Regions from separate parts of the Mus musculus genome. Here all the other regions are linked to region 1. The links are chromatin contacts, called in public Hi-C, HiChIP or PLAC-seq and promoter capture Hi-C maps. All regions are on one chromosome and are shown on one strand. The core of a region is the stretch at or near the end of the contact, and the rest is flanking DNA. Distances in the headings are between cores, read along the strand shown.

Evidence for each region. Promoter capture Hi-C pulls out the DNA fragments that hold promoters and counts their contacts. A called contact is a pair of places that touch in the nucleus more often than the background predicts. HiChIP or PLAC-seq counts read pairs in DNA pulled down with a chosen protein or histone mark. Capture Hi-C pulls out chosen DNA fragments and counts their contacts.
Region 2: a contact with region 1 is called in a Hi-C map of cerebral cortex, with 1.6 times the contacts expected there. The contact joins the enhancer-like site here to the promoter of Smug1 in region 1. A contact is called at or near these places in 2 of 39 promoter capture datasets (cranial neural crest and liver), 1 of 15 datasets of contacts at CTCF or cohesin (the NIH/3T3 cell line), 2 of 484 Hi-C or Micro-C datasets (cerebral cortex and cortical neurons), 7 of 115 datasets of contacts at active chromatin or transcription factors (the NIH/3T3 cell line, SST interneurons, VIP interneurons and 4 more) and 4 of 9 other capture datasets (adipose tissue, embryonic stem cells, liver and 1 more).
Region 3: an H3K4me3 HiChIP or PLAC-seq map of forebrain shows a contact between it and region 1, with 7 times the contacts expected there. The contact joins the enhancer-like site here to the promoter of Smug1 in region 1. A contact is called at or near these places in 11 of 39 promoter capture datasets (the 3T3-L1 cell line, 3T3-L1-derived adipocytes, the C10 cell line and 4 more), 2 of 15 datasets of contacts at CTCF or cohesin (embryonic stem cells and pro-B cells), 54 of 484 Hi-C or Micro-C datasets (3T3-L1-derived adipocytes, the 63-12 cell line, the C2C12 cell line and 29 more), 22 of 115 datasets of contacts at active chromatin or transcription factors (SST interneurons, VIP interneurons, acute myeloid leukemia and 15 more) and 6 of 9 other capture datasets (adipose tissue, embryonic stem cells, embryonic tail and 3 more).
Region 4: a promoter capture Hi-C map of pancreatic islet shows a contact between it and region 1. The contact joins the promoter of Nckap1l here to the promoter of Smug1 in region 1. A contact is called at or near these places in 3 of 39 promoter capture datasets (liver, neutrophils and pre-B cells), 2 of 484 Hi-C or Micro-C datasets (CD4 T cells and pre-B cells), 2 of 115 datasets of contacts at active chromatin or transcription factors (memory CD8 T cells and microglia) and 3 of 9 other capture datasets (adipose tissue, liver and pancreatic islet).
Region 5: a contact with region 1 is called in a promoter capture Hi-C map of the SN4741 cell line, with 2.2 times the contacts expected there. The contact joins the enhancer-like site here to the promoter of Smug1 in region 1. A contact is called at or near these places in 1 of 39 promoter capture datasets (the SN4741 cell line), 1 of 15 datasets of contacts at CTCF or cohesin (the NIH/3T3 cell line), 1 of 115 datasets of contacts at active chromatin or transcription factors (VIP interneurons) and 2 of 9 other capture datasets (embryonic stem cells and liver).

What each region holds. Positions count from the first base shown.
Region 1 is chr15:103,161,354-103,166,501 of GRCm38.p6, forward strand. Smug1 (single-strand selective monofunctional uracil DNA glycosylase) reads right to left here and starts at 1,931. Exons shown (of 6, transcript NM_027885.3): 1 at 1,919-1,931; 2 at 450-621.
Region 2 is chr15:102,800,486-102,805,634 of GRCm38.p6, forward strand. All of the region lies in intron 6 of Gm36560 (a long non-coding RNA gene), which reads left to right. Among named protein-coding and RNA genes, the nearest start is that of Gm36560, 49 kb to the left of the region's middle. Within about 2 kb of position 1,951, at least 59 of the 459 cell types and tissues checked have an H3K27ac peak or open chromatin away from gene starts, as enhancers often do. A contact at or near this core is called in the NIH/3T3 cell line, SST interneurons and cerebral cortex, where this site is marked.
Region 3 is chr15:102,701,488-102,707,004 of GRCm38.p6, forward strand. Calcoco1 (calcium binding and coiled coil domain 1) reads right to left here. Exons shown (of 15, transcript NM_026192.3): 15 at 5,290-5,517. Among named protein-coding and RNA genes, the nearest start is that of Calcoco1, 18 kb to the right of the region's middle. Within about 2 kb of position 3,999, at least 27 of the 459 cell types and tissues checked have an H3K27ac peak or open chromatin away from gene starts, as enhancers often do. A contact at or near this core is called in SST interneurons, cerebral cortex, cortical neurons and 4 more, where this site is marked.
Region 4 is chr15:103,452,100-103,457,512 of GRCm38.p6, forward strand. It overlaps Nckap1l (NCK associated protein 1 like), which reads left to right and starts at 1,726. Exons shown (of 31, transcript NM_153505.4): 1 at 1,726-1,882; 2 at 2,872-2,982; 3 at 3,741-3,833. The coding sequence starts at 1,781.
Region 5 is chr15:102,837,210-102,842,328 of GRCm38.p6, forward strand. No RefSeq gene overlaps it. Among named protein-coding and RNA genes, the nearest start is that of Hoxc13, 81 kb to the right of the region's middle. Within about 2 kb of position 2,677, at least 34 of the 459 cell types and tissues checked have an H3K27ac peak or open chromatin away from gene starts, as enhancers often do. A contact at or near this core is called in the NIH/3T3 cell line and the SN4741 cell line, where this site is marked.

The sequences.
Region 1 (5,148 bases), core at 681-3,180:
GTAAGGAAGACTAGAAGCCAGGTTCTAGTCTATCCCCACCACATCTATAACATCCTAGGTCTTATCACCAACCCCTGCCCAGCTCTATCCATTTCCACTCTATCTATCAGTCTTGTTTAGAGCTACCTTTAAACAAAACATTTTTGTTTCTCTGTGCTAGGGGTGGAACCCTGGAGCCAGGCAAGGACTTTACTACTGAGCTGCCCTGATCCTTAATGAACCATTACTGATGGATTCCTCTCTACCACCCATAACCCCAGTATGAGAGAATGATGGTAATAATAGTATATCACTAAGCTACATCACTAGCTCCCACTGCCTCTGCTGCTTCCTCCTCTCCCTCCTCCTCCTTCTTTCTTTTAGACTTTATTTTTATCTTATGCGTTTTGAGACAAAGTCTCACTACATGGCTTTGCCTGTCCTAAAATTCAAGATGTAGACCTACTAACCTCCAACCAGTGGCCTTCTTCCTGCCTCAGTCTCCCGAGTGCTGGGATTACCTGGATGTGTCACCATAGCAGGCTAGAAATCTGGTTTGTCCACACAGGCTCCCAGAACATTCTGGAAAGCTGAGGACGGTGTGGCGAACTGGGTTTTCTGGGACCTTTGCTTTGCAAGTCCCTGTGTAGAACCAATATTAGAAAAAACAGCACAGGGATCTCTCTCAGGTCTAAGATGGGTCTGCTCTGGGCTGAAGACAGCAAGGATAGGCATGCACAGAAGTGAGGAGAGCTTATTTTCACTGTTCATCTGGTAGCAAGTGTCACAGGCTAACTAGAATGCTAGTCCTGGTTTCCTCTCTTAAACGGTTCTTTCTCTTAACAGTTGTTTTTATTTACTAGGGAGAGCAAGCACACCTTAGCAACTCATGTGGCAAAAGATAACTTTTGGGAGCTGGTTCTCTTCTACTGTCAAGGCTCTGAGGAATGAATATAAGTCATCAGGTTTGGTGGCAAGAGCCCTACCAGCCAAGACATCTAAGAAGGTTCTCTTGCACAAATCACTTTAAGGCTCTTCTCTATAGGAACCATCAACCTACCTCCAGCAATTGTTTATTTCTTAAATATTTGAGTCCCTCATATGTTGGGGGGATAACTCCAAAATAAGATATAAGACAGGTTTGGGATAAGCCATGAAGAGCTAAGAGGACAGATATAATCTGAGCTTTGCTGTCCTGGACAAAAAATCAAAAAAAAAAAAAAAAAATTCCTAGCAGGAAGTCTGACAGTCCTCCCTAAAGTCACCAACAGCCATAAGCTCAATGCCTGATGCTGCAACTCAGTGGAGTGTATACCAAAGATGAATGAAGCCTTGGGTTCAATCCCCAGCACTGTAAACCAGGTATAGAAGCTCGTATCTATCAGCTCAGCACTCAGGAGGTAGAGGCGGAAAGATGAGAAGATCAGGAGCCTTTTGTGTGTGTGTGTGTGTGTGTGTGTGCATTTTTTCCCCTCAAAAAGCAAAATGCCTTAAGAAACATGTCACACATTTCAAATTACATTAAAAAACAAAGGGCAACCCTGAGATACATCCAGGCCACAGTGCGATGGAGGCTCATTAAGTAAAAGTACTGGCTGCTCTTTCAATGGTTCTCAGTTTAATTCCCAGCACCCATAATGCGGCTTGCAAGAGTCAAACTGCAGTCCTATAGTATCCAATGTCCTCTTCTGGTGTGCAGACAAAACACCCATATATAAAAAATAACATAAATAAACCTAAAACAAAAATAAGAATCCAAGCCACTAGCTAGCCGCTGTCCCTTGTAGGTGGTACAGAAATCCACAGGATTTAAATCAAAACAGCGCTGCAGGGCTCACAGGGGCCCCTTGTAGGCCTTGGAGTCACAGAGCGGCTACCTCTCCGGAACTCCGAGAGCCCCCACCGCCCTTCCCAGAGATCCAGCCCCCTACTCCCTCACCTGCACAAGCTCCCCATGCAGCTTCCGCTTCCTTTCTTCGTCCTGGCGCGGAGGGCACTGGGAGTTGTAGTCGACAGCATTTAAATAAGAAGAATGGCTAGCGACGTCTGCTTCCGCCGGAAATGCCAAATCCCCGGAAAACTCGCTAAAAGAGTTCCACGGGTCGCTGGGGATTGTAGTTTAATAATATGATTTACATCAAGACGTCACAACCATCTGGACTCTGCAGCCATCCCCAATACCTCATCCACCAGAGACCTTTCCCTCTTGCTGCCCCGAGGTATAAGGCATCATCTTTGCAGCCCTCCAAGGGCCATTAACTGTTTACATAACATCCAAAGAGGCAACCGTGTGGTTGTGGCGGATCTACAGAGTGAGTTCCAGGACAGCCAGGGCTACACAGAAACCCTGACTCGACAAAACAAAACAACCAAACAAATATCCACGAAGGCATTTCTCTCAGCACCTACCTCTTTGACAGTGAACATCCCTGTTAGCATTAGCATCTAAATCCACAGCCTCGCCATTTTAATCTGTTTCTCTCTTGCCTTGACATCTGCCAGCCTGTATCCTGAATTGGGTTTCTCCAAGAAGCAAAATCAAAACCATCCTTTTATCAATGTGAGGAGATGTATTGTGGAAATACGCTCACAGCCCTATGGGACCTGCTGCCTGTAAGCTGGAGAACCAGGGAAGCCCTTTGTGTTAAGAGCCCTTCCTTAGTCATTGGTTGCACTGGACTCTGAACAGGTTGGTGGTGCCCACCCAGGTTAGTAAGGAAGATCGTCCTGACTCAGATTTTTGTTTATTTACCAACTCTTATGTCTCCTGGCCCTCATAAGTAGACATATATAAATAACACATCCCATCTTTCCAGACTCTCCTACAATAGTCTTCCCAGGAAGCCTTCTCCAACAAACTTTAATCCCTAATTGCACCTAACTAGCCCCTCAGCACTGACTTCCAAAGCCATTCACACCCTGCTTTGTTCCTATCTAACTGGACATTTCACTGTGACTTTTCACTCAACTGGAATCTTCCATGGGTAGATATCTTCTGGGTCCCTTGCCTTCCCCAATACTCATGCCGGGGGAAGCCAGGGCTCTCATCACCAAAGCAAAGTCCCCAATGGGTGCTAGGGAAGAAGACCAGGGAACCCAGAACACAATGCCTTTCCCAAGACTGCTCTAGCATCCAGATAAAAGCAGTGGGTGCAGCTGTTGTGAGTAGTGACCATCCAGCATCAAGGTGAGGAATCACTCACCTGTATTCCATCGAGGCTGCCCCTTACTTGCTGAGCTGTAGTGCACAGCAGCCTTGTCCCTCTGGGTCTTGCCACTTTCTTTCTGTACGATTTGTCGCTCACCTCTTCCATGGCTTGCTTTCTGTCTCTAGGTGCCTCTATCTTCCCCTGGGCACACCTCAATATCTCTACTTCCTCTGCAATGAAGAAAAGTAAACTTCGTGAACAGGACTCTCTATCTCTGTTTTCTGCACATTTTCCTGTCTCCAAACAAACAAAACCTCACCATAGTGTTGTCTTGTTATTTAAGAATCCTAAGAGCCTGTTGAGACAGGAGGGCTGTATGTAACACCACAGCTCTGGGAGAGGAGGAAGGGGTATCAGAAATTCAGGAAGTTCCTCTGCTACATATCACATCCGAGGCCAGCCTGAGATAAGTGAAATCTTGTCTAAAAAAAGGAAAAGAGAAAAAAGAAGTTGGTGGAAGGATGCAAGGAATTAATTATAGACTTCATTTTCCGTTCAGATACCTGTGTCCCCCATAATTTTTTGGCTTACCCGATTCTTCCAGTGGGTTTTTGTTCCTGCTTCAGGGGTAGGGGTTGGTGGTAGTGGTGGTGGTAGTGGTAGTGTTTTGAAACAAGGTCTCATCTTGGCTGCCCTGGAACTCACTACCGAGACCAGACTGACCTCACAGAGATCTGCTTGACTTTATCTTCCAAGTGCTAGAATTGAAGTCCCATACGGGTCACCACCCCCAATTCAATTTATACCCCTCAGCATCTGCCTTCTCATGGAGCTCTGCTAAAGATTCTTAGAAACAAGACCCAGAGATGAAAGGTGAGCATAGCCCTTCCCTAGTCTCCTGACCCTCCAGAAGCTTCCAACGGACAGGCTGACAATGTCTGTTGGTCCTGTGAGATAAGGGGGACAGTAGATTCTGGCCGCAGCCAAGAAAGAGCTAGCAGGTGCGCTCTAAGCTGTGAAGGGGCCTCTGAGGCCCCACAGCCTCTACTCGCCTCCCGGGTGCAGAAGGGTTAACTTGCTTTCTTGTTTCCCTCGGGTTTCCGCAGGCTGCAGAGGCTGTGTTGGGCCACGAGCGCCATCTATCGGCCATTGAGGGAGCTAGCTTTGCTTCGCTAGGAATTCTAGGCCAGGCAGCCTTTCTCCTGCCAAGGGCTCCTGCTGCACAAAGCTTAAAATTGCCTATTGGATGAATGCAAGCCACGTTTTCCCCTCTCCGGGTACCAGGTGTCACCTGGCCACTTCCCTGGGGAACTCCAAAGGACTTTCTGGAGCTTTCTTTCCACACTCTAATCCCCTCTCTCACAGCCAGGTCAGAATGAAAGCTGGAATCAGGGCTTGATCTGCTGTCACGCTCTCAGCTTACTAATGGGGACGTCCAGGCAGGTTACTTCACTTCTCTGTGCCTCGGTTATCTCAGCTGTAAAATGGGACAATCCTTGAAATCTCTTTGTCTTTCGTGATAAATTAACTGGCAAAGTGCTTTATTAAGGCCTGTCCCAAAAGGGGCTGTGTGAAGGTTAGTCACACAGGTTGCTATGGCTACTGGCAGGCCTGAAAGAGGATGCTGGGCTGAACCCTCAACCTCCCGGCCAGACACAAAGGCACAGTACAGTACTAGCCAACTCATCCCTGGAAAGTCCATCAGAGACCACACCCTGCCTGAGTTAGGTGTGGGGACTGGGAGTTCAGTTTCCGAAGGTCGGGAGACTAAATGAAAAGTCAAAAAAAGGAAGGAGGACTGGGTATAACTCAGTGGTGAACTACAGATTAGCATGCACAAAGTCCTGGATTCTATTCAATTGTACACACACACACACACATGCACACACGAATGCAAGTGTGCATGTGCACACACACACTTGCAGTAAAAGGCAACAAGGAGGAATTAGCAGGCACATAAAATGCCCTTTTTGCTGGGTATGGTTTCATGCACCTATAATAACAGCACTAGAGACTGAGG
Region 2 (5,149 bases), core at 701-3,200, 360 kb before region 1:
GCATCTAGTTTGAGGCTCATCCTTTAAAGCAAGCCTATTTTGTCACAGTTGGGGCTTGGTAGAAACTTTTATGCATTATACTGCTATAGATTTTTTTTTTTTTTTGAGGCAGGGCTGAGGTTACAGGTATGTGTCATCATGGTTTGATATGGTGTTAGTGATTGAACCCAGGGCTTTGTGCATGCTAGGCAAGTACTCTACCAACCAAGTTATAGTTCCAGCCCCAGGTTTTCCATTGTTTTCACCCCCTTTTCTTGCCCAATCATGCATCTTCTCAATTTTCTCCCCATTCATTCCCTGTGTTGGCTAGGTGCATAGTTTATTTTATTTTTGACTATTTCAGCTCAACCCTGCATCTCCCCGATATCCTTATGGAAGCCATGTTCCCAAGAACTTGGAGCCTGGCGTTTTAAGAGCTTGGCTTTCTCTGTCGGTGGCCAGTTCTTTCATGTACAGGCTGTTGAGCGAGGAGACTCATGCCTGATACTTGCAGAGCTGGGCTAATGACTCAGTATGAACTGGTGGAGCTCAGAGGCACAACAGAAACCCATTTGTAATGTCCCCCCATCCTTAAGAGGCTGAGCAGCATCAGCAGGGATTAAGAGGAGGCTCCGGGGTTTGTTTTTGCCTCAGGAGGATCATCTTTAAAAACCATGTCCTCAGCATTAAAATGGGCTTGGATTTTCATCCTTTTATATGGTGGTGCCGTCTTCCTAGGGCTCCTGCCTTCGCTGTAGCATTTTTGTGGTAAGACAGACACAGTGTGAAACGTGCCATCTTAACCAGTGTTTAGAAGTGCATCAAGCACACTCACAGCGGTCTCTTGAATGGTCTCATCTTCCCAAGATCAAAGTCCGTACTTACTACACTACCTCCTGGCTCCCCCTTGCTGCCGTCCTTGGCACCCTTCCTCTAACTCACTCAGCTCCTTAGCATCATCTGACCACATTATGTAGTTCTGATAAATCCTGAGAATCCTCTCCACTTGGCCTCTGTAGACTTGTTCTGATGGGCTCCTGTCACTTCTTGGTTTGGAGTTCCTCTCTGAGAGGCAGTTCTGGGGCCTGGCCCTCATGTAAGTCATCTTTTCCCATCTGATCCTTAGGTATGGTCCACCCCACTTTCCTCTTGGTTCGGTTGGTCCTCATTTTCATATCCCATTCCTAATTTGTCCTGCTTTAAGAGACCCTCTTATCGGCATCCTCAAATGCCCCAACTGCTATGTGATGACCTTGTTGTCTCCCCGCATACACACATATTCAGCTGGATTGCTTGTCAGGCTGTTCTTATTTATCTTATTTCCTTCTCAGCCAAGAAGAGTCCCCAGTTCAGTGCTCTCTTTTTCTAGATCCTCAGTGCTCAAACTGTGGTCCATGTCCTGGCAACATTAACATCACTGAGGAGTTTGTCAGAAGTGCAGAGTCCCAGGCTCCACCCCTGACTTACTGAACAGTAATTCTCATTTTAACAAGACCTCCAGATTATAGTGTGCATGTTGAAGCCTAAGAAACACGGCCACAAGAGAGTGATAAGTAATTTATTTTGCAGGTGTTTATAAGTAAAAAAAAAAAAAAAAATCAACACCTGTAGCCTAGATTCAGATGGCATGGATATTGTTGAGGAGGGAAAGAACAGTATTTTGTATGCTTGGACTTCCTGGGGTTCTGAGAGAATGGCCTAGAAAGGCCTAGAGAGAAGCTGAGAAGGCCCAGGAGCCTCCATTCTCATGAGCAAGGCAGGAGGCTCACATAAGGAGAAGGTCCCCAACTGTCTGCTTCTTACTGAGGCAGAACGGAGATTCAGGTCCCTAAAATTCACTTGGAAGTTGGCTGACCATGTCTAGTCAGTCAGTGGTGCTTGTCTCAAAACCCAGCCGGGCTCTCAGCGGTTGGTTTCTGTCTCCATGGCTGGTGCTGACTCATCCTTTGTAGGAGGGCTGACTGTAGCTGGGAAAGGCTGAGGAGCCAGTGTAATTCTCTCCTTCTTCCTCACTCCACTGAAAGGGATCGAGGAGGGGCATGGAGAGCGGAGACAGGGTGTGGGAGTCAAACCTGTTCTTCGCATAGCAATCATCCAGTCTCACTCCAAGAAGTTGAGTCCACAGCTGGGAAAAACTGGAGCCAGTCTGAGTCTGCTTGGCTCGGAGCCAGCCTTCCTGTTTTTTTTTTTTTTTTTTGTTCTTTCTCTTTCTGGGGATCCACAGGAGTGGGAGCATCTTCCTCTAGTCTCAGGTATTAGAGAGCTGTGTCCCATGGAGGCAAAGGTTAGCTAGTGCTGCGAGTTTGAATTCTTGGGCTTTTGCCTGGCCCTCCTCTCTCATCTTCAAAAGAGGATGCCAGGATCCAAGATCTACTTGTGTAGGTTTTGTTTTTAGGGGCTATGCAGTAACTGAAGAACAAGGTGTTTTAGGACAACCTTGAGAGGGCTGTGGACTGTTGTGTGGGAAAATAATGTACACAAAATGTCTCTTTGCCTAGAGTCATGCTTTGTTTTTCTTGGTCCTTGGGTCTCTGCGTGGAGGCTCTATTGGTGAGGCGATGTGTTTCTTGTTCTAATAACAGTGGTCTCTAGAGCAGAGACCCGAGATACCACAGTCTGAGCAAAAGATCCCACGAGTGTCCCTTGTCATGTCCAAGGTTATCACCCTTAGGAGCAATCCTTTGAAGTCTGCCGCATGCTGTGATCTGGTCCTGGGTGTCTTATCTAGGGCTGGCATGAGATTGCTTACATCATCTGTAGTCAGATGTCTTGCTCCCGTAGGTCATACCAATGCTGACCCTAAACTACTGCTAGAACACTCAGTGTCTCTGTGCCCTCAACATGTCCACTCTTCTCACCTGGTGGAGGGCTCCTTGCAAGCCAGGAGAGGTGGCCCCCTCCTCTGTGTCCACTTCATGGAAGTGCAGTAGAGGCTGAGGAGGGGGGAATGTGAAGGAATCATACCCTTCTGGTTCAGAGAGTATGATAAGTTAACTCATTTGCAGTTCCTTGGTGAGAGAAAGAATATGCATTTTTCTGAACTCACTTTTAGGTCACATTGGGTTGCTTTGGTTGAGCAAAATTTGTGGTAAGGTTGTGACTTTAAGCCCGTATTGTTTATTAGGCTTCTTTTCTAAGGTTGTCCCGATTTGGGGAACTTGGAGATTGGGGGTGTATATTGGTGATAGCTGGTAAATGGGAAAAACATAAAATTTTAGTGAGGAGAAGCTATCTCAGGAATCTATAATGAGCACGTGTGTTATTTCTTTTCCAACAGGCTGCATAATTTTTATGACCAATTATTCCATTTGTAACGACGCTGAGATAACAGAGATCCCATCTCACGCTCCACGGCACACGCCAGGCACTCATGGGAGCTCAGGGACACTGTCCCTTCTTCAAGAATTGGACAGCTAGAGTGTTTCCACCAAACTGAATACTAGCAAGGGGGTAGGGTGGGGAGGAAGATGTGAGCCTTTTATAAATAGCAAAGGGGAGAATGAGCTAGATGGGAGGGGGGCATTGGGTATTCCGGGCTTTAAAGTGAAGGAAAAATTGACTGGAGAATAAGTCAAAAGATCAATCTTTTGGCACAAGAATTTTGTGATCCAATATGGCTTTCCAGTGGGCTTTCCTTACACTTCACAAGTGCACAGGTGTCTTCAGCCATAAGTGCTGGAGCCATCCTAAGCTTCAAGGAGCCAGCATTTTTGCTAAGGATTTGGAGGCTCAGATGGAAAAGTTTGGCTTGGGGAGGTTTAGAAAAAGACAATCCCCAGGTGAGGCTCTAAAGGGAGCTCACCTTTGGGGCTGGTAGGCTTCTTTCGTGTGTGTGTGTGTGTGTGTGTGTTGTGTGTGTGTGTTTGTAAAAGTCAGAAGAAACCTCAGGTCTCATTGTTTAGGTGCCATTCATTTTTATTTTATTTTTGAGCTAGGGTCTCTCATTGGCCTGGTTCATATATATATATATATATATATATATATATATATATATATATATATTCATTCATTTATTTTCACTTTTTTTTTTTTAGTATAGAATAGAGTTTATTCATGGGGAGGAGAGTGAAGAGGGCAGTAGAGGCAGAAAAAGGCAGAGAGAAAGAGTAGAGAAGTAGAGGAATAGAGGCCCCGGCCATGAGCATGTGGAGAGAGGGGGGAAGGGAATGGGGAAGGGGCGAGGGGACAGAGTGGGAGCAAGAAAGGAAGCGAAAGAGAGGAACAAGAGCCTCATTATTATTTTTTTTTTAAGCTAGGGTCTCTCATTGGCCTGGAGCTCAACAAGTAGGTTAGGCTGCTGGCTAATGTGCTTCCAGAATCTGTCTCTGCCTACCCAGCCCCTGTAATTACATATCCATACCTAGATTTTGTTTTTTAAAATGGATTCTGGGATTGGACTCAGACCCTAGTACTTGCAGCAAATATGTTCCTGGCTGAACTCTCTCCCCATCCCCTGCTCTTCCATCACACATAGTGTTCCTGTCAGGAGATTGTTCTGCACTGCCCAGACAGACCTGGTGGTCAGTTGCTCAGGTCCGAAGCAGGCAGGTTAGTGATTGGCTTCTAGCTGCCGCCAGTGACTGGCCTAGTCCTGCTTCCAGGATCTCCTCCAAGGTCTTTCCCATCAACTTGCCCTTTTACCACATTTCCGTCTGGTTTTTCTTGTCTACTAATTGTTCAGCGTGAGGTATTTGAAGTCAGGCAGGCCTCGGTTTGAGTCCCACTTAGTATTACATTACTTAGACTCTTTGATGTTCTTTTCCCATCTGTAAAATGGGGATAATAAAGCCCTACCTCTCAAACCTAGTTGTAAGAATTAACTAGGAGGATGTGTAAGCGAGGGCTTGGCACATAGCAAGTGCTTCCTTCATAAAAGGCAGTTAACAGTTTTACTTTGAATTCCCTCTCTCCACTTCCCATCCACTTTTCGTTAGAGTACATGGAATCAGAGAGCAAAGATTGATGTCCAAATGGACAGACAGACATACAAGTTTAACTGTAAGGTAAGTGGGAGGACAGGAGGACGGATACCACGGTGACAGAATCATAAATACAGTGACAGAAGGACAACAGGGGACGCGAGGCAGAAGCGGAGAGGAAATGAAAGATACTGTGATAGACAAGGGGTGGAGGAGAAGTAAGGAAAGATGTGAGGTCATTGAGAACGACA
Region 3 (5,517 bases), core at 2,749-5,248, 460 kb before region 1:
AGACATTTCTACTCTCACCTGAATAACAAAAGAAAAAAAGAAAAGAAAAGAAAAGAAAAGAAAAGGAAAGAAAAGTCTGGGTGACAAGAACAGGAGAACCCTGGAGACAGCACAACATAGGTGGAAGTCTGCCCTGACTGTGGGGTTGGGATTATGTGGCTCAGGGGCACGCCAAGACTGAATCTTCCAGGTTAGGATGAAGCTCAGTTGGCAAAGTACTTGTTGAACACACAAGAAACCCTGATTTTTATCTATAGTACGACACAAAACCAGGTGTGGTAATATGTGTCTGGGATCCCAGTCCTCAGGGAGGCAGAGGTAAGAGTGGTTGCAAGCATGAGGACCTGAATTTGAATTCCTAGGTCCACATAAAAGGCTATGCATGCCTGTAACTCCAACATGAATGAACACAGGCAGATCTGGAGAGCTTACTGATCATCCAGCCAGCCTCACCAAAATGGCCTATAGGTCAGTGAGAAGCAACAGGGAGACACTTGATAAAGACACCTTGCATCCTGCTCTGGAGCCTCAATACACACAAAGTGGGCACATTTGCACACATACACACACACACACACACACACACACACACACACACACACACACACAAGAAAGAGAGAAAGAAAGAAAGGAAGAAGAGAAAGTGAGAAAAGAAACAAACAAAGAACAAAAGAAAGACTGGAGTCTTGGAAATTTCATGTATTTCTCTTCCTGATAAGAAAGATGATGATAGTCTGGGGACACAGGGAAGTCTAGGCATGTCCTGGCTGTAAGGGTCCTGTTCTGTAGTGGATCTTAGGCTAGTGCTGTGTAGTAGAAACTTAACTGTGGTCATACACATCATGTAACATTTCCTAATGACCTCATTTAAGAAGCAAAGATAGTCCAGAGTAATATTTGTTTATCCACCCTAGTTATGATCCCTAGAGATGAATGACTATGGTTTGAATGTGTCCTCCCAAAATGTATCGCTTCAATCTGAATATATATAATGTTTTGAGACTCTACTTTTTGTTTTTAAGTATTAAGTCTTTGAAATCTGTTATATACTTACACACACATCCTGTCAGTGTGGAGTGGCTACAGTTCAAACATTCAGTAATGTAGTAATTGTGGCTGGTGGCTTCCCTAGTGAACAGAGCAGGACTTTAAATCATTTTAGCTTTTAGGCTTGGTGGTGCCTGAAGTCTTAACTCCTAGAGAGACTTGAGGCAGGAGTCTAAGGCCAGCCTGGCCAAACATAGCCAGACCCTATCTCAAAGAGAAAGAAAATTAGTGTGTTCCACACCCTGTTGGCAGGAGAATCTCTGATGTTGGAGTTCTAGACATTTTGATTTCTACTCCTTTGGTTTTGTTTTGTTTTGTTTTGTTTTGAGACAGGGTTTCTCTGTGTAGCCCCGTCTGTCCTGGAATTCACTATGTAGGCCTCAAACCCAGAGAAGTACCTGACTCTGTCTCCCAAGTGTTGGGATTAAAGGTGTGAACCTCCACTGCCCAGCTCCTGTTTTTCTTACACTTTGGTTCAGGGACTTTTGTTTATCTTATTACATTAAAATTTCATTTATTCTGTATGTATATGTGTGTGTGCATGTGCCATGATGCAGTTGTGGATGTCAGAGGTCAACTTACTGGAGTCGGTTCCCTTCCTTCAACTGTGTGGCTTCTGAGGGCTGGTCAGGCATGGCAGCAAGTGCTTTAAATTGCTGAGTCATTTTGCTGGCTTAGCCCTCACTTTTTATGAGTCTGGTTATATTCTCAATCCCCAAAGGTCGGAACTCTGTACCTATTGCAGGGGCTGTGAAGTCCGGCTATGCAGCCACTGCCACACCTAACTGTCATGTGTCCCTGAAGCCAGTGTCCCAGCTGTCAGTCCAGTGTCTTCCAGGAGTCATTTTCCTGGCCTTGGTGCGGAACCTGCTTCTGTTAGATCTTCTCTTTGTCACCTCTCATAAGTAGCTTCTTATCTCTCCCTGGTCCTTTCCCATCATCTCCATCATTTTACCTTTACCTCTCCCTTCAATGTTGATATTTTCCGTTCTGTCCCTGACCGTCTGGCCTTCATTTCATGCAAGTTGCCCCAACCCTCTTCTTTTTTAATGTGGAGGTTTAGATGGTTGTAGACCACCATGGGAGTTGAACCTGTATCTACTGGAAGAGCAGCCAGTGCTCTTAACTGCTAAGAGTTAAGCACCGTATCTCCAGCCCTGACCAATCAGCTTTAAATCACCAAACATCACTAACACCATTTCAGTGCTATAGATTGCTTGACAAAAACAAGATAGGTGTTGGTTGCTATTGAGTTGTTTTTTGTTAACTTAAGAATCATTATGGAGTGTTCTTGATGAGTAGATTCAGCCACCTGTAACTCCAATTCTGGGGGATCTGATGTCTTCTTCTGGCCTCTTCAGGTACTAGACATGCATGCAGGCAAACCACTCATACACATTTGAGATAGATATAGATATAGATATAGATATAGATATAGATATAGATATAGATATAGATATAGATATAGATAGAGATAGAGATAGAGATAGAGATAGGTAGGTAGGTAGGTAGGTAGATAGATAGATAGATAGATAGATAGATAGATAGATAGATAGGGTAGATAGGTAGATAGGTAGATAGGTAGATAGGTGTGGTGGCACATGCCTTTAATGCTAGCACTTGAGGTCAGACTGGTCTACAGGACAAGTCCCCAAACAGCGAGGGCTACACAGAGAAACCCTGTCTTGAAAAAAAAAAAATCCAAAAAAGAAAGGAAACAAAAGAAAACTGGTTGGTGAGTCCAGTGTGATGCTCATTTTATTCTCTATGTATTATTTTGTATGAATGAAGTGAGTCTTTTTTTTCCCCCCAATACAATTTTTAAAAATGTTGAGGACTCATCTTCTGTGTCAGTTTCTGTATTAGATTTTGGAGCCACAGGGTGTATAAGCCCAGGTCCTACCTCCATGCTACTTACAGAGAAATGAAAAACTTGTACACATGATAATGAGCTTTTGTTTGTGGTCTGACTAGGGCTTGCCTAGGCAAGATCTGCACTGCTGGGTTTTCTATTCCTAGACTCTGGGTTGCCCCCTTCCTTTTCTCTTTAAGGATGGGGTCTCACTTAGCAGTTATGCTGGCCTGGACCTTGCAAATGTCATCACACCTAACCAGCCCTTGGCCTTTTGAAACAGGAATTGATATTGTCCATTTCGCAGCTACTGGGATTCCAGGCATGTGCAGCCGGCAGAGTGTGTGCTTTTATGAACATGCCACACATGTTCTAGCTCCTTTTTCAGGACACAGAACTCAAGCGGGCTTTGAAGCATCCTTTGGGTGGATAGAAAGGCAGCTGCACAGTCACTCGAAAACTGCACATTTCTGGGAAACAGTTCTGTTCCACTGTAGCACAGGGTTTCCCAGGGCAGGATGGGTGGAGGAAACGCCCCTGAGAACAGCTAATGAAGACCCCGCGCTGTGTGCTGGCACACTAAGCCATCCACACTTCAAGTTCCTGTAGACAGGGGGCAGCCACAAGGTACTCAGAGAGGACTAGATTCATCCTCTGATGACAAATGCTGACAGGAGTATCTGCTGCCACTTCATCTGACTTTCCCTTTCACTCCAGGACCTTCAGTTTTCTAAGCTGCACAGAGGACACAAAGCTCGAAGATAAGGACCACATCCATTTCAGAATGGAGGTATGACAGGGTGAGTTGCCAAACACTACACAATATGTAGGATCGGAGCTGGATCTGAAGGCCAGCTGTCCCCCTCCCTGCTCCAAACACCTGCAGAAGTCCCAGTGTGAACACTCATACACTGCACAGGAAGAGACACGTGGATCCAAAAAAAATGGAGCCGGAGACGTTGGAAGTGCTTGGTGTCAAATTAGGGGGTGGGGGAAGGGTTGCTTCTAGGAGGAAGATGTGTGGAACAGCTGTGGGAGGGTGAATCAGGACAGAGCTGAGGAGACGGCAAAGGGTAGAAAAGGACCCATGCCAGGGAGAGTAGGAACAAAGCCCATAGTGTGGTCCTCACCAGAGCCTCTATGTGTCAATGGCCTGGTTTGGTTAGCCATGTGCCTTTTGTGTGAGATGGAGGGTTGGCAGGGAGCAGGCGCCTGGCTCTGGATCCCTGTTTCTCCTTTAGCTCTAGGGGGACCAACCTCCTGGAAGCCAGAAAGTGTAGGTCCCAGATTCTTCCCTCCCAACCTCCCCCAATCATAAATCACGAGTGATTTCATTAAATGCACCTCCTGCTGGGGATGTTGGCTCATAATTCCTCTCTGATTAACCCCCACTACCCCGGCAAGTTTATAGGCCAAGAGAGGGAGGGGGAGAGGGGAGGGGAAAAGGAGGGATGGGGGGAGTCCTGGGCGGGTGATGGATGCCTCTGTCAGCCCAGCTCGTATTTATTAATAGTCTTAATACGGGAAGCAATAAAGGAAGAGAGGGATTCTATTAATTAAATCATTGTTATAATTAACTTTCATTAAAGGAGGATCAATAAAGAGAGGTTGAGATGGAGAGAGGAGAGAGATCCATTATCTCCAATTTCCTTGGAAAGGATTCAGGGAACGAGATGGGGTTGCTAGGAGACAGACATGAGGGAAGAAGACGGGATGGATGTAAGATTGTCATCCAGGTGCGGTAGGAAGCGGGGTGGTGGTGGATGGGTTAGTTTCAGGTAAAGACAGGACTATGGGGGTGGTCCAGTGAGCGAACCTGAACGGATGCAAGGTGCTGACAAGGGTGTTTTGGGACAGAGAATGAGAGAGCTATGGGTGTATGCCCTGCTAGGGCACACAGAGAGCATCAGTGAGCACAAGGTCCTTAATATATGCTCTGTGCTGCTATGGATGTCTGTGCTACCTAGACAACTGGTTGGGGTGGATGGATGTGTTGCTCTGATTGTTGTCAAGGAGTGCACGGGGGTGTATGGGATGTAAACAATGGTGGTAGGGAGCTCAGAGCACATCTCATTTGGCAGAACCCAAAGATATGTGTTCTTGATGGGAGTAGGGTATAGCAAGGATGACCATGGAATCTGATGGTCTTTGTGTGTCCCTTCCAATCCCATCAGCCACCTGTTTGCTCCCTCCTTAAAAGTGTGCTCCAGGCCGGAGATACACAGTGTCTTTTTTTTTCCCCCGTGGCCTCAGGTGGCTAGCACACCAGAAGGCCTGGTTAGAATGTACTTAATCTATCACTCTCCTCCCTCCTGACAGGGACCAGGAATTTGAAGCCCTTCTTTTCTTGTAGCAATGCCTCTTGATAAGAACATACGTCATGACAATGGTTACACATATCATATAAATATATTTGTCCAAACTACAAATAAGAGGAGAGTTTAAGGGAGAGAGAAAGTTCTTATTGCTGTGGGGGGCGGGGCTGGAGAAGGTGAGGGGGCGGGAAATGGGGACACCTGGGATCCCTTGTCCCCTATCCCTCACAGAAGGCACAAATACATTTTCTTTTCCGTTTGAGGACTTCGGTGTGGGGTGGCAGGAGTTGGCTTTGGGGCATC
Region 4 (5,413 bases), core at 476-2,975, 290 kb after region 1:
ACGTTGGTGAAGCAGCTGTCCTTGAGTCATTTCTTGTATTTCTATAAGTAACCCCTCACCCATATTCCTGTAAGTAACCCTAATAAAGCTCATGGTTCATTAACTTGGATTCTGGTGGTATCTGTACTTTGGAATGTTGTGGGTGTCCTATATTGGAGAAGAGTAGACATGTGTGTCGTGTTTCCCCAGGAAAAGTTTTGTTATACATTTTTTTTTTTTAACATACCTTTGTTACCATTGCTAAGTAGGATTGTTCTCAGACTTGAGGGCACACTGGAGTCACCCAGAGAACTTGTTGTAGGATAGCATGTGTTAGGGGCTGGAGAGATAGATGGCTTAGTGGTTGAGTACTTGATGCACTTCCAGAGAACCTAAGTTAGTAGTTTCACACCATCCACCTGTAACTTTAGCTCCAGGGTATCTGATGTTCTCTTCTGTCCTCCTTTGTCATGTGTTTGAGTGTACACACACACACACACACACACACATACACACACACACACACCTTGAAAACAAAAAAACAAAAACAAAACATGCCTGTTCTACCTTAAGATTTTGGGTTGAGGGTTGGAGAGATGGCTCAGTGGTTAAGAGCTCTGGACACTCTTAACAGAGGTCCTGAATTCAATTCCCAGAAACCATATGGTGGCTCATAATCATCTATATTATGATCTGGTGCCCTTTCCTGGCATGCAAGTATATATGCAGATGCACTCATACATTAACTAACTAACTAACTAACTAACTAACTAACTAACTAACTAATCTTAAAAAAAAAGATTTTGTGTTCAGCAGGTCTTGAGTGACGTCAAAGAATTTGTGTGTCTAGTAAGTTTCTTTTAAAATATTTTGTTTTATTGTTTATCAAACCTAACAAGTTTCCAAGTGCTGCTGCTACTGCTGGATCATGCTTACTGATTCACTGTACTAAATACTACAAAGGATATCAATATTAGATATCATACCTGTCATTAGGAAGGAACATATGATGTGGGTGGGAGAGAGAGAAAGCATATGCTTAAAAATATAACAAGGAAGCTAATCCCAGCACACTGGAGGTAGAAGTAGGAGATCAGAGGTTCAAGCTTATCTTCAACTACATAAGGAGATAGATTGAGTATAGCCTGGGGTTTACAAGACTTTCTCAACCCTTGCAACCATGTGATATATATATATATGTGTGTGTGCGTGTGTGAGAGAGAGAGAGTGTGTGTATGTATATATATGTTTATATATAAATATATTTATGTTTATAAATAAAATATAGTGAACATGTCATTGAATGGAATAGTTAGAAAGAGACCAGGGTCCTAAAGGATGCTGGGGCCTAAGGGTCAGTAGAAAATAACAGGCATTCTTGACCGGGATCTAAAAGGGTAAGTGTAGAGGTGAATGGGGCTGGTAGTAGATATTTGTTTGGTGTGTGCTTTGTCTGGGACATTTGGGGAGAGGGAAGGCCAGAACAGTTGGTACTGCATTGTGAGGAGCCGTGAAAGCCTGTTCTCTTCCTCAGCTTCCGCCCACTTCTTACTGAAGTACTGCACAACCAGAAAGAGGAAGTCTCCTCTGCTGAGGGTGCAAGAGGAAGCACAAGAGGGCTCTGAAGGCCTGTGAGCCATAGTGACTGCTATCCTCCATGAGCCAATTACAGAAGCAACCGGAAGCTCGGTGCACCAACCAGGGCGGGTCCTTTTACACAGAGGGTGTTGCCAGCCAGGCTGAGAATATTTGGGGCATTTGGGTCTTGTTATCCGGATGGTCCTCTCTCTCGGTGGCCATCATGTCTTTGACCTCTGCCTATCAGCTTAAATTAGCAGAGAAGCTCACGATCCTGAATGACCGAGGACAGGGAGTTCTCATCCGCATGTACAACATCAAGAAGGTAAGCAAGAAGACCCGTCTAGCAAATCATGGCAGGAACCTGGAGGCCTGCAGGCCCAATAGTCAAGCCATATCTTTTTCTCCATTGCTTTAAGTGGCTTTCAGCCACTTAGACGGTATGGTTCCCACAGTTTGGGGAGATAGAGGGAGGCTTCTTTTTAAGGCGTGTCCTTTCTAGGTATTATTCTTGCCTTTTTGAGAGCATCACCTTTCCCCTATGACTTAGGGTTGGGTGGGAAAGAGAATATTTGTGTTGTGAGTGATTTGATTAAGGGTCTGGGGTCTAGAATTTGGGGTTTACTTATTGTCAGTTTCTCTAGTTTTTGAGTTTTCAAGTTGTGTCTCTGGCAAAAATTGTGTTTGTGTGTGTATGTGTATGTTTGTGTGTAATTATTTCCTTAAAAGGGGAAACATTTAAGGAAGTGGTGTTTTCTAAGGTAGTTTGGGGCTGTGAATGCTGCGTGTGTGTGCTTAGGAGAGTAACTATGAAACTGGACAAAGATGATGCCAAAAGGTGAGCCAGCGACTGTAGAAGGCAGGATAAAGGTGGGTAATTGTGAGACTTTCCAGGAAGAGAAAGAAGGAACTTGTGGAAACGGACCTTTGTGCGTTTTGTAGTAAAGCACCAGGAATATGGTTTCTGTCATGTCGTTTGTAAAGTCTCTTGGGACCCAGAGCTTTATATAAAGTCCAACTTATGATCAGCCACTTTTCTCACTACTTCCGGCTTCAGAGGAGGGGTGGGGAAGCAGCTTCCTCTCTGTGTTAGAGCTAAGCCTCAGTTAAGACAAGATGCCAGGTTGTTAGCTCTTAGGAGTACTAGTTCACTGTCTGGAACGAACTTGGTTTTCAACTACCCTCATGCTTTTATAATAAAATTTCAGACTGCCATTTCCAAAAGAGATAGTGGGAGTGAATGATGCATCCAAAGGCTTGTATCTAAATGGAAAAATAGTACGGTAGTTTAATATTACTTTTTTTTATGTGTAGACCTGTTCAGATTCAAAATCCAAGCCACCTTTTTTACTGGAAAAGTCCATGGAATCATGTCTCAAGTACATCAACAAGAAGTTTCCCAACATAGATGTCCGAAATAGCACGGTGAGAACTTGGGTTCATTTCCTCCTTTCTGTAACATTATTCTTGCATGGCAGATTATTGCAGACTCTCCACTTTGTCTTGTCTTTAAGTGTAGCCACCTATAGTTTCCTAGACTCAGACTCGGGGCTTCAGGCATTGAGGGTCGTAAGCTCAGATGGGAGCCTCCCATGGTGAACTGGGGCACAGTCTTGCCAGCCAGGTTCATGAGGACACCTGGTACACAGAGAAGCATCTCCACCAACCTTGCCGGGCACATCTTTTACTGTAGCACTTGATCTACACTATGCTTCTTTGTTGCTGCATGCTATGCATCCAGTGGCATATCCTGTACTTCTGTATACAGCACAATACTCCTGTACTGTGTTATCCCTAGATTTCTCTCACTCTATTCATAGTATCTTTATACTCTGCTTCTTTTCCTATTGATTTATATAGCAAATGTCTTCACTGAAATGAAACTGAAAATCTCCTTTCAGCTAGTCTTCTGACTGTAGTTTGAATCACATCTGGCCATCCAATCCAGATAGAAAATTTCTGTTTAGAGACTGGAGAATGCTGGCGAGCTATTGATCCCACCCTAGCATGTTCACCCCTTAAAGAATGACTGGGTATTTAAATTTTCAATTCTAATGATTGTCTGGAGAGATAGCTCAGTGGTTAAGAATGATATTACTCTTAGTTTTTAGTTACTTGGAGCAGTTGCTTTTTTAATTTTATTTTTAATTTTACATGTCTTGTTTGATCTGTGTTTCTTTCAGCAACATTTAGGACCAGTGCATCGTGAAAAAGCTGAGATAATTAGATTCCTCACTAACTATTACCAGTCATTTGTGGATGTCATGGAATTTCGGGTGAGTCCTCTGTAGCCAGGGTTAACATGGGCTTCAGGGGCTGAGCCTTTTTAGTAGGTATTCATTTATGTTGCTTATTGTAGGTTCTTGAAAGAAAAGGATAAAGGCACTAGTATTCAAAAATGTCTAAGTTGTAGTGTTAATAAATGATATATGAAATACCCTATTTACCATATTACTTCAAGAAATATGTAAGTGGATATGGTCAGTGGCACGAATCTACAGTCCCAGCACCTAGGAGGTAGAGGCAAGGGAATCAGAAATTCAAAGTCAGCCTCAGCTACATATTGAGTTCTAGGCTAGCCTGGGTTACACAGAATCCTGTTTCAAAAACAATTAAAGAAAACAAAATATAAACTTATATCAGGTAGTATTAATACAGCCACTCTAAGCATTTAGAATGTTATATATCACATACCAAAATTAAATATATTTGGTGATGGATTATGGCTGACTTCTGTTTACTGAATCATAGTTTTCTCAATTAAAAAAAATGTATTTATGTATGTGTGTTGTGTGTGCACTTGCAGGCATGTGTATGCCAGGAAGTGGGTGTGAAGGTCACAGGATAACTTTTGGAGGTTGGTTCTCTCCTTTTAGGTCCTATTATTTCTGCTACTGTGTTTTGTAAACCAAGCTAGCTGGCTCATTAACGTTCCATGGAATCTGCTATCTCTGCCTCCCATCTTGCTGTAGGAGTGCTAGGATTACAGACATGTGCCACTACATCTGTGGGTTCAAGGGATAGAGCTTGGATCATCAGACTTGTGAGGCTAATGCGTTTACCCACAAGTGTTAACGGTGTGTATGGTATGTGTGCTCATGAGTGTGAGTGTGTATGTGTCATGGCATGTGCATGGAGGTCAGAGAACAAACTTCAGGACTTGGTTTTCTGTTTCCACCTTGTCTAGCCGTTTCCCTGGGCTCCTTTTTAGTTTTTATTGTAGTATACATACCATAAAATTTACTCTCAGTCATTTTAAGTATATGGTTCAGTGATATTAAATGTATTCATAATGCAGACCTGTCTTTTCATGTTGTAAAATTGAAATTTTCCACCCTTTAAACAATAGTTTCTCATTTCTCTTGTACTGTGGCCCTTGATGACAACCATTCTAGTTCCATTTTTATGACTTTTAAGTATGCTGTTTTGTGTAAGTGGTACCTTTTGTATTTTTGTGATTGGCCTGTATAACTTATTAGTATAGGTTAAGGTTCATCCATGTGTTAGGATATTGGAGAATTTCCTCCTTTTGAAGCCGGAAAATATTCCATCCTGTGGTTATATTCTATTTTGCTTCCCTATTTTTCCACCAGTGAACAGTTGGGTTGCCTCCATGTTTTAGCTGTTGTGACTAATGCAAAGATCTGGGTGTTCAACTGCCTTTCAGATCTTGATTTTAATTCTTTTTTGATATATGCATAAGTGGAACTGTTAGATTATTGGTAATTCTTTTTTAAAATTATTTATTATCATCATGTGTGTATGGTATGTGTGAATGTAAGTGTGCATGTGTCCTGTACATGGAGTCAGAGGGCAGCTTCAGGAGTTGGTTACTAACCTGCTTTCTTCTTTTTTT
Region 5 (5,119 bases), core at 1,427-3,926, 320 kb before region 1:
AAACCATTAGGCACAGAAAGTTTGGGACTGGCCCCAGCACGCCTTTGCCATTCTGTGTTGTCCTATCTCTGGATGACTTCAGAGAAGGTGAGGGTGGCGTTCAGTAGATGCTCCAGCCTCCCCCACCTCTTTCTCTGAATTGCCAATATATTTTCTCTGACAGTTTGCACAGATAGTTAAGATACCGTGTAATTACAGTTGCATTTGAAAGCCAAACATGATTTATTTCTGACAAGCTCAGTCATCTTTGGGATGACTTGGGGTGCTTGTGTGCATGAGTGCATGTGTGTATGTGTTGGTTATCTTTATGAAGTACAGAGTAGGTTGTAGGTCCTATGTCTGTGTCCCATTCAGGCACCTTATTTGATTGAATTTAGGAGATATTAAATTTTACAAAGCACTGGAGTGAAGGCACAGTCTTCACCCCTAGGAGGCTACAAGATGGGAATTTTATGATATTCACCCAGGACAATGACAAACACAGAAGTAACAAGGCAAGGACAGAGATCTGGGCAGTGGTAGGGAACAGAAGGAAGCCACTGGCAGTCCAGTGAATGGCTTATCAACAGAAATTCCCCAAAGAGGGACCTTGTGGGGAGAGTGTTTAGAGGAAGAGGATAGGGCTGTGGAAAAAAGAAGAGTGTCTCTTAGAGGAGAATGAGCTTGAAGAAGGAAGCAATTGCTGAGAAGAAACTGTTCAGCCCAGTTGAAGATTGTCTGGAGGAAGAAGTCATAGGACCATGGAAGAAAGGGAAGAGATGTCCAAAGGTGTTGACTGGTGTTCTGTCAGACTACTCTTGGGGCACATAGAGGTAGTGACTTCTACATATCAGGTTCAATGGGACATGGGACTTCCCACCAGCTTCAAGGAATCAAGCATGAGAAAGGCAAGGACTGGATGAGGTCAGGAAAGAGGGGAGTGAGTGCAAAGAGCTGTGAGTTCACTACCAAGCCTCTCTGACTGTTGCTACTGAGCTTGGAGCAGTGGGAAGAACAATGGAATTGAGTTTCCTTCTGATTCCAGGAGAGTTTAAGGTTGAAGAGTCAAAAAGCACAGTCTCTCAAAGTGAAGTGTACCGCTGCATTGTCTTCTGTGCCCTGAAGTAGGTCTGGGCTGTGAGGACACTGTTGGCTGCAGTGCAGAAAGGTATGCAGTGATAGGGCTCACCTTAGCCACTGGGTAGCAGGGGAGTGGGGAGGAGTGGATGTGCTTGTTTTGCTCTGGGCGTCTCTCTCTAGCTCAGGCTTCTGTCAGTACAGACCTGCATCCCAGCCCCGCCCCAGCTGTTGATTATACCCCTTGGGATGTATCAGTGCTAGGAAAGCAGATGTGCCAGATGTGACATGTTTGGAAGAAAAAGAACCCTTTCGCTTAGAGCCTTGGGGAGAGCAGCTAATCACTGTCTTTGCTGTTGCTCGTGGGAAGGGCAGGGCTGAAGTTGGATGGATGGCAGCTAAGTGCCCCCAACACCTCTGCAAAGGACCTCACTTCCAATACTCAAGGAGCCAGATTATGGGACAGGGGAGTGAAGAAAGAAGAAAGAGAAATGGAGACCCCTATCAAGTGAAGGAACTTTGAGTGCATAGTAGTGGGTGGGCTGGCAACTGGTTCATCTCACTGGGTTGGGTTCCAAATACAAGGGTGTGTGTGTGTGTGTGTGTGTGTGTGTGTGAGAGAGAGAGAGAGAGAGAGAGAGAGAGAGAGAGAGGTTTCTAGGAATTCAACCTAACAGGATCACCTCAATCAATCTACAACCTTCTCTTGAAAGACCCCAGGCTTCCTGGTCTACATTTCACTGTTACCCTGCAGTCATTCAGTTTATTTTTACTCTGTCCTCAGAAGCAAAGCTCAGGACTTTCTGTGTGTCTGTGTCCTTTGCCTGAGGGAATCCGATTGACTGTTGTTGACAGATGTCTCAGTCTGGGAATTCCCAGCATGCTTTGCTTAGTATTTCTTTGCCAAGACATCGCCTAGGGTGCCCAGACACCATGGCCTTAGTTGTTCAGCTGCTGCCCAACCTTCTCTAAAGTTGATGAGGTAGAGGAATAATTCCTTTGATAAGAACAGGATGGGGTTAGGGGGAAATGTACAAGAAAATCTTATGGGCATATTAGAAACTGCTGTGAGACCAAAGTGAAGTCAAATACTGCTGCACAAACCCAGGGCATGAACATGCAGTTTTTTACTATCTACTGCCCTTAGAAAATCAGTTAATTAAAAATATTCTGCTCGGATCCCAAGGAGGTAATTCTTGATTCTGTTTTTGTTCAAGTGTTGATATTTCCTATTGTGTTAGATTTATAACTCTTCCCATTTAAACCCAAGGAAGGCAGGCCTATGACCAAGACATTTACTAAGAGTTAATGCTATGAACTTTAATACTGGTGCCTCAGTAGAGAGATATGTTGTCTCTATTAGCTAGAAGCCCACCAACTAAGCCAAATCCCAAAATAGCATTACCCCTAATCTATCTTTCATCCCGATCCTGGAATTTATTCCAACTCAACCTCAACTCTAGTCCTTCCCTCCCTGCCCCCAACTACCCAGAATGATTTGGGGGTAGGAGGATGAGGGAGGAGAGGATAAGATGAGCAATGCCTCTGGGGAAAGAAGGAGGAGGAGGAGGCCCAGCCGGAGAGACCTGGAGGAGCCAGTGTGGTATCTGGGAGCCCCAGGCATGATCCTGGTACTTGCCAAGCCATGACTCACAACTTCGTTCTCCATGGCATTTTGTTGGGGGTGTGTCTGGGCTGGCAGCTGGTAAATAGGCTGCCTTGGGTAAGGTTCTCCATACCTCGGCCCTCTCCCTAACTTCTATAGACCCTCTTTTGAGAGGGTCCGTCCTTCTTTTGTATATCCTGATTTCACAAGACCCAGGCAAAGCAAGAAAAAGAAAATGCTTGCTACTTAGTTCTTCATCTTTAGTTACAAAGGAATCATGCAGAGACTAAATTGCTATACAGAGTCTTGAAGCTTCCAAACATGAGAGGTCACCTTGTCCAGCCCCTTGGGAATCATCCCCCTCAGGGACGCTGAGTTACCCCATTCTGCCCAGTGTCCTCTCATGACAGGGATCACACTCTATCCCAACCCCTCCCACTGTAGTCATTGCCCAAATCCAGATAGGCATCCACTGTGGCTGGATAGGGATCTTTATAGGGGTGAACTTGTGCTTGTGGATGAAATAGCAGTTGCAAACACCTGGAACATCTCCTCAGACCTAGTATCTAGGCTCAGTTGGCTTCAGTCATGATGTGTCAGTTTCCTATCTACAAAATGGGACCGGGCCTGACCTTCCTCCTGGGCAGAAGGGGAGCAGGGCCCTGATGACTGTTTCCTGATGGTGGGGGGTGATTGGGATTATTATTATTTATTAAGTGAGACAACCATCAGCCTGACTCCAAACCATATAGTTCAGCACAGTTGCTGTTCTTGGACTCATGGACACCCAACTCCTTCCCTCTCTATCCTCGGCTTACATCTGCCAATCCCACTGTAACTGCTCAAGATAGGGCTTAGGGGAAGGATGGTGCCTTGCTGCCTTCCCTCTGGGCCTGATCTTCACAGCTTGGAGCAGGATTTACCTTCTGATTATAGATTTAGCTACTATACCAGCATCCTCTGCTAGGTTGGGAGGGTGAAGCCACGAAAACAGAGACAATCGTACTACTTCATATTCACTGTGTATAAGAGGACTCTAATATTCACTTAGCTAAGCTGGATTTGGGGAGTGTTAAGTACATAAGTTTTTTTTTTTTTTTTTTAAAGGTGTTGAGAGTCAGGATCCCAACGAGCTGTCTCAATACCAAAACATTGCAATAACTTTTAAATAGCAGCCTAAAGTTGTTACGGTGTTTTTCTTTTGTAATCATACAATAAGCTCGTGTGCTCACAATTCTTGCCCTTGTTTTACAGAAGAGGAAGAGGTAAAGGGCTTCCCTCCAGGGTCATCGACCTAGTCCACAGCGGAACTGGCACTTGACTGAAGCCCAGGGAGAACTTCCATGGAACTAAAGCTCTTTCCGTTTTCAGGGGAAACAAACCAAGCTTCACTCTTGCAGGCCTGTTCCTTACTCCCAGGTATGGGGTAAAACATTCTTGACCAACAGAAATGACATTAAATAAACATATAAAGGAGATCGAGGCCAAGGAAACACTAAGTAAACTCGGGAAAGAGGTGTGGTCCTCTACAGACAGCACATTTTATGACTGACAATCTAGGTGTTCCAGGAGGGATCTCCAGCCCCCAATGATACCAGTTCTCCCCTCCCAGCCCAGTCAGTCTATGTTGGGCTCCTCAGACCTCAAAGACATCAGAGGAGCAAGAACCGTTGCAGTATCTGATCAGTCTGGTTATTATGGATTTTCTCTTGGGCCTGAGTTGTTACATGGCTGTCCCTTTAATTCTGTTTCTAGAGAAAGGAGAAGGAGCTATTTTATACATGCTACATGTGATTCAGGCATGCAGCAGTCACACATAGGGAGAGAGGGAGTAGGATTTGGATGTCGGTCTGGAAGCTACCAGTGTAATTTCCATTCATGGGTTGAGAGCACAAATTCATAATCTTTAGCCTCAAGAACACAGAATCCCTTGGCCTTTTCTTCTCACATCCAGCTTTTCAAATTATACTGGCCATTCAGGTTCTCTCCAGGAGGTCAAAGCTCCAAGAGTATGAAAAGCTTGTGTCCTTCTACTCTGATTCAGGCTGCTCTTGTGTTTTTGCTTCATCTGTAGTACAACCTCCTCACCGGGGCCCCTTTCCTTTAATGTTCTCTTGCAGCCATTCTGTGCATGTTTGCCAGGTCTGTCTTCCTAAAACACAGTTCTAGTTATACCACCTTTCTGCTTAGAAGTATTTACTGGCTTCTTCGGTGCCTTGGTCAGAGCCTACCTGCCACATATACCATCTCAGTTTCTTTCTTCTGCTGTGATAAAACACAGTTAACCAAACGCAGCTTTGGGGAGGAAAGAGTTTATTTGTCTAGCACATCCACATCACAGTCCATTATTGAGAGACGTCAGGTCAGGAACTCAAGGCAGGAACTTGGAAGCAAGAACTGAAGCAGAAGTCAGAGGTGATGGAGGAATGCTGCTTACTGGCTTATCCCTCCTGCCTT